Regions from separate parts of the Arachis hypogaea genome. Here region 1 is linked to region 2. The links are chromatin contacts, called in public Hi-C maps. All regions are on one chromosome and are shown on one strand. Each heading gives the region's core, a stretch centred on a gene start, on an enhancer-like site or on the middle of the called end of the contact. The rest is flanking DNA. Distances are from core to core; before and after follow the strand shown. Region 1 overlaps LOC112697248 (myb-related protein 315). Region 2 holds the start of LOC112697245.

The links. A called contact is a pair of places that touch in the nucleus more often than the background predicts.
Region 1: a Hi-C map of leaf shows a contact between it and region 2, with 2.7 times the contacts expected there. The contact joins the enhancer-like site here to the promoter of LOC112697245 in region 2. A contact is called at or near these places in 2 of 8 Hi-C or Micro-C datasets (both in leaf).

What each region holds. Positions count from the first base shown.
Region 1 is chr6:103,746,521-103,753,963 of arahy.Tifrunner.gnm2.J5K5, forward strand. LOC112697248 (myb-related protein 315) reads right to left here. Exons shown (of 3, transcript XM_025750351.3): 3 at 6,614-7,367. The coding sequence ends at 6,782. Among protein-coding and RNA genes, the nearest start is that of LOC112698264, 4.6 kb to the left of the region's middle. Within about 2 kb of position 4,376, at least 1 of the 3 cell types and tissues checked has open chromatin away from gene starts, as enhancers often do.
Region 2 is chr6:103,603,116-103,610,448 of arahy.Tifrunner.gnm2.J5K5, forward strand. LOC112697245 reads right to left here and starts at 5,121. Exons shown (of 6, transcript XM_025750344.3): 1 at 4,686-5,121; 2 at 4,519-4,598; 3 at 4,306-4,430; 4 at 4,161-4,210; 5 at 3,955-4,029; 6 at 3,234-3,861. The coding sequence starts at 4,936. The coding sequence ends at 3,393. It overlaps LOC112697243, which reads left to right. Exons shown (of 19, transcript XM_025750338.3): 19 at 2,157-2,831. The coding sequence ends at 2,480.

The DNA.
Region 1 (7,443 bases), core at 3,126-5,625, 140 kb after region 2:
CTCAAAATGCTGGTCATTTTTCTTGGGAGATAGTTCTGGTGTGATTTCTAACTGCACTGAACTGTTGATAGGTTTAACTGATATCACTGACTAGTGTTTCAGCATGTCATAATGTTCTAAAATCTCACTAATTTTGTTTTGTTATCAGATACTTGGTTTAGCATGTCTTAATGTTCTGACTAGTGATCCCTTGATGATTTTACATACTTGTGTTAATGATATATGGTTATTATTGTAGCAGAGGCAGCTATTCTATTGAACCAGGATCTTGACTTTGGCACTACACCAATAAAAGACTTGGTTAGGCAAATGGAGTACACACTTTGGAATTTTGGTCTAAACATGTTGGGACAAAGTCCACTTTGTTTTCTAAATATATAATGTAGATTTACTTTTAAATTCTTTTTTTGTAATATTTGTGTTGTTTAAATTTGTATTATGCTTTATTACTTTTTAGGAGAAATTTGTGTATAAATATTTTGAATTTAATGAAATATTTCATTTTGTATTAATTAATTTTAGTATATTTATATTACGTACAATAATAATAATTGTTGGTAAAAATAATTTGAAATTTAAAAAAAAAATGATAGGTTGTCATTTATAAAAGAGTGAACATAATTAAAGTTTTAATATTTTAGTGGCAATAGTAATGACAACTAAAAATGAATAACATTACAATTTTAAAATTATTTTTAGTGGCCAAATAAATTGCCGGTAAAATGGGTTTTGGCGGCAATAGTAATGGCCACTAAAAATTGAATAACATTGTAATCTTAGAATACTTTTTGTGGCCATATAAATTGCCAAAAAAATAGCTGCTAAAAGTTATATACTTTTTGTGGCCATTAAAAAAGTCTTTACCGGCAAATGTTATAATTGCTGCTAAAACCTTTTAGCGGCAAAGCATAAAACGGCTAATGTCTAATTGCCGGTAAATGTATTAGCGGCTATTTTTATTGCCTCTAAACGCAAAATAAATGGCCGCTAAAAGTGATTATTTTTGTAGTGTAAACAATTATGATAAGATCGAAGTCTACATGAGGTATTTTATTTGATTCATTATTATTTGTTAGATCTCAATAATAATATTTTACCTTACTAACAAATAAGACTATGAATATTTGATCTTTTCAGAGAGCATGAGGAGGCAGTTAATGATAACAATCTACAAAGAACAAAGTGTGAGAAAGCCAAAGACTGCAGTCAATAATTCTCATAATGGTTTAAAATTCGTGCCATGAAAAAAGATGTGCCTAGTTGGACAAAAGGGTTGGCTAGGATTTCAAATAGAGTTGCAAAAAGATTTTCAGGTTTATTAATGGGTATATGTTCCATACAAGGCACCGTGATGCGAGATGCAAAACCCAAAATCGTGGTGTAAGATTAGACTCATTGACTCTTAGATTTGCTAGTGTGAAAGATAAGAACCCAATTGAAGCAAAAGTAGCCTATTATGGTAGAATAATATATATGTTTGAGTTAGATTATTATGGCCAATTTAAGATAGTCATGTTTAAGTGTGAGTGGTATATAGTTGCAAAAGACAACTTTAGTCTTTCATATGTGTATTTCAATAAAAAATGCTACCAAGAAGAACCATTTGTGCTAACATCTCAGATAAACCAATACTTTTATGTGCAAGACCTATATGTGAGTGACAAACACTATGTTATGAAAATAATTTCAAGAGATTTATCTAGAATAAATGATGACCTTGAGTCTGATTCTCCCATAATATGTGCAAGGGAGCCATGTGAACCTAAAGTGATTCCAAGTCTTCCAAATGATAATGGTGAAATTGATTAGTGAAGAATGATCGACAAACAACCATTATAGATATGGCTCCAAACATGTTTGCCAAATAACATTGTGAGAAAGATGAGAAAAACAAATGAGTACATGGAGGACCTTGATTCTGAAACATCTTGATAAGTTTTCATGTAGTGTTTTTTTGTTAGAATCCTAAACGACTCACTTTTCTAAGAACAAGAAAACATGTCTTGTAAGAATAATAATATCTCTTCTTCATGTTTATATTTAGGCTATCTCTGCTAAGAATACTGAAAATAGATCAAAGCAAATATGTCCTCACCAAATGGAATCCACAAATTTTGGAATAGTGCGTAAGTAGCTGGTAATATAACTTATTTTTTGTGATTTCTCCTTTATATTCATGGTGTAGTTGTCTAGTTAGTATGTTTCATGTAAACTTTTTTCTATGTACTCTAGCGTGATTCTAAAGAGAACAGTAAAGAACCATCAAGGGCTAAAGTTTTTATAGCAACTCGCACAAGTAAAAAGGAAAAAGAAAATGATGCTAAAACACACCACAATTGTGAGTTGTTTGTATTTGTATTAAATTTATACAATATAAATTCTAAAGTGATTTCTACTTGGTTGGTAACATTTGCATCAATCACTTGTCTCAATTTATTAAAAAAAGTACACTTTGATTACCTTTGTGGTGAACATTATTTTATTAAAGAAAGCGTGTTTAAATTCCATATATCTATATATTTAAAGGAAAATAGAAACAAAGCTAGGTTTGTTACGAATGGAAGTAAACTGGAGAATGTGGCTCCAATATAAAACATTACAGGTTTTAATTGGAGTAATGCATGACTTATATATACATATAGTTTCCATTGATATATGTCCTCTCATTTTTTGGTAAAATATATGATGCACTAACACAACAATATTTAATATTATACAGGGCCGTGGTAAAATAATTTCGCTTATAATAGATGATTAGTAATCATGAAGTTTTATATTTTGTAATGAAGTATATATACAAGAAGTAGATAATGTAATAATTGTTGGAATTCTAATTCATGTATTAAAAATTTATGGGTAATTATTATGACTTTGATTTTTGGTATTTTATTAGAGCATATATTATGTGATCACACACACTTTTTGTGGTGACAACTTTACGAAGGTTGGATTAGTTGATTTAAAATTACTGGTCATCGACTAAATTATAAAATTATCTATGAATTTTTGCAAAGTTTTATTACGAAGATTAAAAGAATAATAATAGGTTACTGACCAAACTTATAGCTACGCTTTAAGAGAGTGGCTATATTATACTGTAGTTATCAATAGCCACACTTTAAAGCGTGGTCATATCTCTCTCTATTGGCACGCAACTAAAGCGTGGCCATATATATCTATATTGCCACGCTTTTCAAGCGTGGCCATATCTCCCTCTAATGGCACGCTTTTAAAGGATGGCCATATTTTTTTCCATTGCCATGCTTTTAAAGCATGACATTATCTATCTCTATGCCACATTTTAAAAGCGTGGCTATATCCCCACATACGGCCACGCTTTTAAGCGTGATAATATGTAAAAAGCGTGAAAAAAAGCATGGTGATAGAGCAACCGCCACGCTTGCAGATATGACCCTTTCACAAACGTGACGGTAGCTCAAAAAGCGTAGCAAAAAACTATTGCCACGTTTTTTCAACTTTTTACCATACTTTAAAAGGGTAGCAATAGAAGTGTTTTCTTGTAGTGAATAAATTTTACAAAAAAAATTATATCTTTATTCTTTATTTTTTCTGTACTTGTGTGACTACTCATCTATATCAATATCAATATTTTTCCAACACTAAAATTTGCATACGGTCTTGACATGAGAAATACAAAATACTAGTAAAGGGATTATGTGATTTTGCAAAAAATTGTGTCATTTAGTTGTTACTAATTGTTTTAATCTGCATAGTAGTATAAAAGATAGAAAATTTTGTATGAAGTAGGAATCATTTTATCGATTAACATTTCATGTATAAAAAATAAATGCATGTCTTACTTATATAAACTAGATTAATATCTTATTTAATAGCACATAAAAAATAAGATCTAGAGTTTATTGATTGATCAGCCTAATGTCTATTCTGCAACAACCAATTTGTTTCCTTTCACTAATCTTGTCGGTTGAGAAATGACATGAAGTGATCGATCCTTGTACAATGAGTAAAGAAAATTTATAACAATAATGTCACAGCAAAGAAACAAATTTTGATGACAGATTAGAGATGTCCGTATTGAGCGAGGAATGAGGTTTCGAATATATGACTCTTTTTTTCACCACGATTAGATCAAGGGGGTATATACAACAAAATCTTATGTATTTTGAGCATAAAATATTCAAGTGCTGATAAAAATAATTTTAAAAGGTCCAAACAACATGAATTTAGCTTACTTATTTTTATCAACTTTTGTCGATTTAATTTTTTTTTATTTGTCGGCATTTTAATCTTTTAGAATAACTTTTATTAAATTTTGTTAATTTAATTTTTTTTTTTGGACTTGATGTGCTCCGTTACTGTGTATGTCTCCAACTTTGGTTTGGGCTTTATTAAGTCTTGTTCGAAAATAAATTTAAAGAAGGCCGGGTCAACTACCAATTAAAAAATCAAAAACTTTGGCCGCGGACAAAAATATATTTAAAAGATGTCATCGATAAAATAAATAATTTTTAAATAATTTGAATGTGATAAAAATACTATATTTTTTTATCTATTTAATCTAAATTTAATATTTAGTAAATAATTTATCTGTTTAATATAAATTTTTGTGACAATATTTAAATAAATATTTAAAAATTGTACCAAAAAAATTAGAACAAAATTTAATTTCTGAAATTTTCTTTTTATTTTTTTTTTAAATGTGATCATTCACAATAATTTTTTTAAATTTATTTGACATCAAATTACCAAATTTTAAGAATTGAAAGAGCATATTTTTCTAATAATGATTGCAATATTTGTATCAAAATCTTATTTCTAAAGTCTTTTTTTAGAATATATGTTTAATATTTAATTTTTTTTTGTTGTGTTTTCAAATATAATTCTGTTATTTTTTACCAAAATAAAAAACCAAAATAAAAAATAAGAAATTTTTTATTTAAATAAAAAAACCAACATTGGTGTGGCTCAATTTCCAAATTTTATTATTGGTTGTTGTTGTTGTTAATTACGGAAAAGTTTAGGGGGCAGTAATTTTATTGCATTTTGGTTAGCATGTAACCAGCAGAGAAATGTGAGCCATTGGATGAAATCTCACACCAATTTCACACCATCAAATCATCATTGATGACTAGTTAATGGCTACCAATCATAAATGTTGCTGGCCTCCTAGCATTGCTCGTTAATTACATCATGAATAAGTTCGGTAGAGAAGATTACAAGTTTAGCATTTTTAAAACTTATATATGTATATATATTAATCACTGTGTTAGAAACTTATATTAAAGATTATCTCTAACAATTTCATGTAGAATTCAAAATCATGTAATATATTTTTTATATATCTAAAAATCAACATATAATATATTTATTTAGAATATAGATAAATAAATAATAATTCTTCAATTATATGTGATATCCGATTTCGATAAAATTTGGTATAAATAATCTTCATTATATATATATATATATATATATATATATATATATATATATATATATATATATATATTATTGTGATTCAAGTTAAATCGATAAAGTATATTTTTTTAATAAAATATTATGAGTATCGATATCATTTGTTCTTAATTAAATATTATATATGCATATGACCGAAAAATATGCTCTATAAAAAATTACTAGAAAATAAGAAGCATTTTTCATATATTCATGCATCTCACTAGCTAGTATCGCCTTCATGGGAAGCACTATATTTCGTTGTGGATCTCATGTTCCTTGTTTACTTCTCTTAATTTAGTTGATCACATCACAGGTTCATGTATCTGAAAAGTGTTAGGAACTTGGGATTTAGCATCAATAATTGCTAGTGCTTGGAACGACTCTTCCCCAATCATCAAAATCCAAATGTCGATTAAAGAAATGATTTCTATCTAGACCAAGCTTCCGCATGAATGAATCAATATTATAAAGTTGCACTGTTCATTAATTTGTCACACATGTTTAATCAGTTATTACTTAAAGGAGGGCCTAACGAATTAAAATATGCTTAATTTGTATAGCGGACAGCAGAAAGAAACAGCTCGAGTTTCATTAGTAATAATTAGCTCTTTGAAAGATAATACTTTTGCACATTTTATTTCTATGTCATCAATTTTTTTTTTTTTTCACACAACAATTATAATTGTATATACAAGTGAGACGCTCAATAATGATAGCATTAATGACAGGTAGTGTGACCACCCCTTTGTTATAACAAACATGATTTCGGTAAGAAAAAGTATAGACAATAAAAATATTAAACAATGTGAATAATAAATGTATTGGATGTTTAATTTATTAGATGTATAAATGGTTATTTTAATATTAAGATTTAACTGAGTAATTTGAGGGTATAGTGTGTTTTTATTTTATGAGACCAATTTTAGAGTCTATTGTTTATATTGTTTGCACAAAAGTCATTATCTACCTGGTAAAATCCGGTATAAAAGTACAAGAAAAAATAATAATAAAAAATATATAATTTTATATATATAATATTTATAATTACATATTTATTACTATTTATTTATTATAGAAATAATTAATATAAATATAAAATAAGGTAATCTTAAACAGAATTTTTGAACTAATTTGTATTGTCTTGTAATTTTTTTATCATTAGAAAAAAGATGTATTTACGAAAATGCAATTTGCATTTAATCTGAAAGCATGATCCCATTAACAAAAGGAACAAATCAATGCAGAAAAAGCAAGAAAATGCAAGGATAGAAAGTTGGCAATATTCTTTACATACATGAATCTTTCGTAACCCTCTTTTTGAGACCGAATAAAAAAGTAAAGGCTATTGAAGAAACAAATCTTGATCAATGGCATTGAAGCCATCCCATGAGAGAATTGAATCCATACTTTCAATCCATTGCTGTAACAGATTATCCTGATCATCATGGTCATTCTTGGATTCACCCTTAGAAAAGTGACTAGAATAGTTATTATCATCAATAGAAAGAGAAGAAGAACTGCAGTGTGAACTAGTAGTAGTAGTAGTGCTGGTATTATTATTATTGATCTCTTGTTTCACCATCCATGATTCCAAGTCGAATTTTGAACACATCATGTCAAAATCGTTCAAAATCTCAGGATTATCATCATCCCAGCAATTCACCTTCTTTTCTTCTCTTTTCGTCTCCTCCTCCATGGATTTAATTTCTTCTTCTGCATTTTCTTGAGGCTTTTGTGAAATAGTTGTCTGTAAGTTGGTGTTGTTATTTTTGTCCTCATCATCATCGGTTTGTTCTTTCTGTTCAATTTGCTTGTGTGTCACAGGGTCTAATCCAAGGAGCTTCAGCCTCTTCTTGATTCTTGTGTTCCAATGGTTCTTGATCTCGTTGTCTGTCCTCCCAGGAAAATGGGAAGCAATTTTAGACCACCTGATATATTGTTCTGATATATTAGTAATTATATTATCCAATAATAATTGTTAAGGCAAATATATTTTGAACCCTA
Region 2 (7,333 bases), core at 3,871-6,370:
CCTTTCTTGAATGGACAAAACTGCAGATTGAAGGTGCATGCCTCCATAGCAAAGCTCCGGGTCCCCCTAAAAAGTAACCATGTTCTCCCCCATTCTGAAATCGAAGGCGTGACTTTTTGAAGTTTGTGATGAAATCTCCCAAGTTATCTAGCCACGCCAGCCCCGAGACAAACTCCGCATCGTCAGTTGGGAAAATGAAGAAGTCTTCCTTGATTGCCAATTCCTTGAATTGGAGAGTTACACCCAAATGCCTTCCTTGTCCCCCTTTACTGCTGCTGTCTGCTACCTTGACCTGGAACTTAGGGGTGTTGTCAATCCTTAAGCCCAACTCGGTGATGATCTCCGGTGTCGTGAAGTTGTCTGAAGCTCCACAATCTATGAGAACGTGCACATGGCGGCCATTTATCTCTGCCCAGGCTTTGATTGACTTGTGATGTCCATTCAAGCTCATGAATTTGAGTTCCAATTGCCCCTGCTCCCCTGTTTCTGGATCTGCCTCAAGCTGTAACCAATCAGCTTCAAAGTCTGGCTCCATGATCAAAAGCTTGAACTCCCTATTCTTGCAAACGTGATCTGCAGTGTACTGTTCATCACAGAGGAAGCATTCCCCCTGGCGTGCTTTGCCCTATACTCCTTGTTGCTGAGATGTCTCAATCCGCGCTGTGGTAAGGGATCCGTCGTCGACTCTGCACCCTTGCTTGCTGCAGAATTGGACACTGTAGCAGGGTGCACAGCTTTGGTGGCGGTTGAATTGGCAACGACGAAGTTGGAAGCCAGTGGTTTACTGCGTCTCAATACTCCTCGCAAGGCAGCCGTTGCGGTTTTCTACCTTCTGTGCCAGCTCCATCAACGCATCCACTGACTGATATGGAAATAGTTTACATTCTTCACCCGCTTCCAGTTTCAGCCAGTTCAAGAAGAGGTCTATTAGCAATTCCATCATGGTTCCACGGAAAGGCTGCGCGTGAAGCACCAACTGATTGACGTAGTCCCGGACCGAGTTTGTCTGTTTCAGCTTCAGCAGCATTTGATAGACTCTGCAGCCGTTCTGGTTGAAAATGCCGTAGCAGCGCTGCACTGAGGAACCGCCACTGAAGCATCGGCGCCGTCGCCTCCCGACACCTGAACCACGTGAACGCCCTTCCTTCCATCGCAAAGGTGGCTATCGTGAGCCATTCCTCCTCTGGCACTGCATGCAGCAAGAAAAATGGCTCTATGCGTTCAATCTGAACCACCGTGGAAGATCGGAAGTTCCAGCTTCCGCCAATGCTCCGGTCCGTTGCGGTTTCCCGGGAACGAGCCTGCAGCCAGGTGTGGTCCCAGTGAACCGCTCTTGTTCCGATTAGGTGCGCGATTTTCAAATGAATCCATTCTGGAATCAAAACGCTGCAGCGTCTCCTGCATTGATCGGAACATCTCCTCCATGCGCGACTTGATAGTGTCAAATCATGTCTCCATTTTCCTCGATCTCAATTGCACCATTCAGCAACAGGATCCTCAAGCTCAAATACCAGTTGATAGAGCTAGCACTAGCAGAACGGGTAAGCTTTATTGCTGCACAGGGATTGCCAATTAGCACTCCCTAGAAGATTCTACACAGTTGGGACTACCAACTCAGGGAGAGAGATTCTCTCAGTTTCTAACAGAATTTATAACAGAAAATGCACATAAAACTAAACTAACTATAACCTAACTATTTATAGGCAGTGAGTAATAGAATCTAACAACCTAGCAGCCAGCTGGACCATGCTAACAACTCCTAAAACTGCCACTTAACTACTACTTACCTCTCCTTTTGTACCAATAAAAATTGCCAATTACTATATCTCTGACCATCTTAAAACAAATATATGTTGTGTCTGCGTTATCATCATTATCAGTATGACGATTATTTAGTACATTGGTGGCAATACTGTTTAAACTTTGGACCTTATGTACATTATCTAAATCAATAAACACTAGATTACTCCTAATGTGTCGGCTAATTTATAAATCATGTGGGGTAAAAGAGATAGAATGTAACACCTAATTCCACCAATAAGATTGTGCCAACTTATGGACATGAAGCAATTTTATTTAATTTGTTCTATTTGGCAGTCTTCACCCTTCATGCTTTTTACATTCTATTCATTCCTTCATTTTTTGTTTTATTGCAGAGGCTAGCTATGGGCAAGTCTCTCCCAAGGCTTCTGGATTCAACACTTTGTATCTGCGTTATACTTCACGGCATCTGCAACACAAAGCCAGAGTTCAATTCTTTCTTTTTGCCCATCAGGGGGGTCCCCATCCTCAAAGTTCGTCTATACTTCCTATATCTGATAGCTGGATACTGTTCCTATTTTGCTGGTCTGGCCATGGCTCCGTACATAGCCTTTTATGCTATGGCTGCTATAGGTGCCATTTCCTTTACTTTAAGGATGTTGCAAAGAAGGAATAGGGATACAAAACAGGTTACTTATGGCAGCAGAAAGCGGCACTAAACAAGCTTCAACAACTTCGTAGAACTAGATAATAGGATGTCAGGAGTTCTCACTGTTATGAATTTACGATTGTTTTGATGATGTATACCTCGGTCATTGCTGTTTGATGCTTCATGTCGAGACGAAATTTCACTGGTGAAATGAAACTGAGAGTGTGTAATCCGAGTATTCCACGTAGAACTGTTGCAACATTTTAGAAGCTTTGGGCTTAGCATTTCTTTTGTTCATATTTTTTTCTTTTATTCTTTTATACATATGTGCCAAGGTCCTTTTTTGCTAGCGGATCTTTGTATAAGGATATACATTGTAGAATTTTGCTGGAACACAATTAAAATCTTCTTGATGGTTTGAGATGATGCCCATTTATATGCTTTTTGTCTTTATATGTATAAGGATATTCCATTACATTGTAGAATTTTGCTGGAACACAATTAAAATCTTCTTGATGGTTTGAGATGATGCCCATTTATATGCTTTTTGTCTTTAGGATGATCCTCTTAACTCTCATTTTCATTGCTGCAACTCTCATTTATAAAGAAAGCATGTTATGTGATTGTTGGATGAGAATAAGAAAATTGATTATATTGACTTAATTTAGATAGAGAAGACTAAATAAGAATGTGTGTAGTACAACCGAATAAACTCACTATAAGATAGAATCACAGGTCCTTCAGTAAACAAATTTAATGTGATCACAAATTCTAAAGTTACTAAATAACAACCTCCAAGCCTAATCCCATGAAGTGGATCCACTTTACAGATAAAACAGCGGCAAAGTTCCTTGACATATATATTGTTGTCAACAACAAAAGTTCTCGAGAAAAAAATATATAAAAAGAAAATTTGCATAAAAAACAACAAACAATACAAATTAGGAGCAGCTGAAGCAGCTACTGGTCCCTATTTTATTTTTCAAAATCTTCGATCTCTAATGCGAAGACTCATGGCTCTAGATGCCATTGCCCTCAAATTTTCTCTAGCTAAATCCACAGATGAGGATCTGCTGGAATGGTGTTGTTCCTGTGTTCCCCTAAAGGCCTGCATAAACTCCTCTCTCTGCAGCCTCAGGGCAATTGCTGCATCCTCAGTTTGTGTAGCAGGAGTAATCCCTCTTCTTGATCTCACACCTTGGAGCCGCCTTGCTTCCTGATCAGTTATTGCGGCAGCCCTACCGCTGCTTCTCCTTGTACTGACACCACCTCTGGTTGTTGTGCTTTCACCATTCCTTAAATTGTTGTAAAATGCTGCTTCTGGGCTCAGGCACTTAGATTGTTGCCGGCTATTTATGGCGCCGGCCGCTTTCCTTGCCTCAACTTCTTGGGGAAACAGGAGCTGTATTGTATTCCAGAGAACAGTGTTCACAGTGCATGATCTTCCATTGCTGCAATTTAACAAAAAAATGATAAAACATTAATTAAGAATATGAGATTTTTGTGAAGTAAAAAAAGAAAGAAGGAAAAGAAATTATACATACCCTATTAATTGCCTGCATTTTGGGCATTTTTTGCCACATTTGTCTGCAGCAGATCGAAGGCACTTTTTACAAAAGCTGTAAATATTAAAGATTTTGAATTAGAAATCTAGGATATGATAATCAATTAATTAATAGAAATTTAAAAAAAAGGGCCAGGACAAATCATACTAAGTAAGAAATTCAGAAAATTTTTATTTGAAGTGTACCTGTGACCACAAGGGGTGGTACTTGGCTCAAAGCATATCTCCAAACAAATCTGCACAATGATAAATAAAAACAAACATGAAATGATTTTGAAACTAGGAATTTATGAACCTTGAAAACAATGATATCGACATCAAAACCACTCACGGCGCAAGAAAGCTCGTCTCTGAGCTTATCAATGCAGGGAAGTGCAGCAACACCGGATTCCTTCCCTCCTTCTTTACTCTCTTCGTTTACAGTGGCCTTCTTTTCTTTAGTCTTTTTCCCACTATCTGCACAGTAATGATAACATAAGAATCTAAGATCACAATGATTATGAAAGATCAAGAACCCTAAACCCCAAATTGGAAATAAAATAACCTTTTCTTGGAGTGTCTTCTTCGTCAAGATCAAGAACAGCCACTCGTATCGATTCTGGAGAACTCTGTGCTCTGCGTTTCCTAAACACAAAGTTCATTCCAATAATCACATAATTGCAATAACACAATTCAATCAAAAAAGCGTTGAAGAAAGCAGGATTAGAATACCTTCTTGAATTGGTGGGTGGAGTCTTGGAGTTCAAGACAGAGCGCTTCTTGTGTTTGAAATCTCTATCGGGTGTGTCTTCAACGACGAGGCTTGCGAGAAGCAGTGCCTCTTCGTCCCAGCCGGCCATAGCTGCCGCAGATTTGAATCGCGGACTGAAAACGGCATCGTTAAGGTTTTGGCTTTGGCCATTTCCCTCAGTTGCAGGGTACTTCTGGTTTCTGGGGCTTCGTTTTTGGTCTTCACTAACCATTTTTTGTTTCTTTTTGGTTTGAGAATGGTTCTGTCTGAATATGAAAACAGTACAAACTGGGAAGTGAAGGGTATAAGGTTTCACCAACGGTCGAATTGTATTTTATTTTATTTTAGTTTTGAATTCGCAACGGCTATAATTTGTGGTGGTAGCGTGGTACTATATACTGCGAAATGCGATAATACGCTCACAATCTTTGCTAGATTAGAAGAATTTTATATGGCATAAAATTGAGTGAAACTCTTGAAAATTAATTTTTTTTTGTGTTTTTTGAAAATATAGGTGCAAATTTAAAATAACAAAATGTCAAAGTGAATTGTAAATTTTTTTTATTTGAAAAGATAATTTGCTATATATGTTAGCTAGATTATTTCTTTATCAATAATAGGTTTACCATTGTAATTATTTTTTAGTGAGAGTACATAAAAAAAAAGTACATAGTATATAAGGTGTAATAACTCAACAAATATTTTTCAAAAGGGGGATTTTTCATTCTCTCCAATAATGAGAAGAACCTATCTCTCTCCCTCTCTTAATCCCTTCTAATTCATCAAACCATCAACATCACAGCTTGAACAGCTTAGGACATGAGATTTTCTTCATGGTGCGGTGAGCGTGGAGAGCAACCAAGCTGTGAATCAAAAAAAAAAGAAAAAGTTGTGAATTGAGATCAATCCAATTTTGCCATTCTCTTTCTATCCCTAATTTTTCTTTCGACATTTTCTTTCCCCCATTCTTACCTCTTCCTTCAAACTCATCCAATAGAGTTTGATGAGAGGCTATTTCGCAAGATTCTTTCTTGGTGAACATAGCTGTTCCGATCAACGAGTTGGAAGGAAGAAGATCTGAATCCCTATTACTCTGTGATTCATTGATTTCTCAAAATGGCAAACATGGCAAACAGATCCTCTCATTGCAGAGGTCGTGGAGCTACATTGGCTTGCTCTCATTGCAACAAGCAAGGCCACACAGAAGATGTATGCTATAAGAAGCATGGGTACTCCTCCCACTTCTACCAATGGCAACAACATAACACCACCATCAATCACGTGATCACTGAGGGGCATGATGATATACTCAGTGACAAACAATTCCAGCTCAATTGTCTCCAAGAGAACATTGGAATATCAAGATCTGGATTCACTCCAGAGCAAAGATTTGCCTTGTTAGAGTTGATCAAAGACAAAAGTGTGCAGCAACAACCTCATAATGCAAATCAAATTTTGACTAATTCCATTCACACTTCCACTCCAGGTAAAACCATTGCATTACATTTTAATGCGAGAATTATGAGCATTATCACTCCAAAATCTGCACTATGGATCATTGATTCCGGTGCAACAGATCATGTGACTTTTGACTTAAAAGATTTTGCAAGTTTTCAAAATATTGATCCAATCAATGTGATATAGCCAAATGGAACCAAAACTGTTAGCACCATCATTGGCACAATCACATTCTCTAAAAATTTTTTTCTCAAAAATGTTTTATACATTCCTTCTTTTGATTTTAAATTGATATCTGTGTCAAAGTTAACCTCAAACTTACATTGTCAATTGTTAATCAATGATAAGTGTTGTGAGATACAAGATAGATCCACATCAAAAATGATTGGCATTGCTGAGTGTATAGAAGGGTTATATACAATGAGTAGAGAACCAGAATTCTCTCATTTTCCCCCTCTTCCAACAAAGCAAGCTTCATTGGCGGTAACTACTACTACTACTCATCCCACCACACCTTCACACAGTGAGCACAACAACATTTGGCATCTTAGATTAGGACACATACCCATGCATAAATTGATTTTTCTGAAGAAGTATTATCCTTTTATAGATAGTATTGCTTCAAATTTTCCTTGTGATTCATGTCATTTTGCAAAACAAAAGAAATTATCTTTTAATCTTAGTACAACTAAAATAAAAGATTATTTTGATTTAGTTCATATGGATATCTGGGGTCCTATTTCTGTCCCTTCCAATGAAGGACATAGGTATTTTTTGACTGTGGTGGATGGTAAGAGCAAATTCACTTGGATTTTTTTTATGAAAACCAAATCTGAAGCATCACAATTGGTTATTAATTTTGTGAATTTTGTCAGAGTACATTTTGAAAAACAAGTTAAGTGTATAAGGACCGACAATGGGCCAGAATTCACTCTAAAATCCTTTTTTGCATCAACTGGAATTTTACACCAAACTTCTTGTGTAGAAACACCAGAGCAAAACGGGATTGTAGAGAGAAAACACCAGCATATTTTAGGTGTTGCTAGAGCACTGCTATTTCAATCAGGAATTTCACATTGTTTTTGGCAATATGCAGTTGCTCACGCCATTCACCTAATTAATAGGCTGCCCAGCACTAACCTGAATAATGCTAGTCCTTATAAGCTTTTGT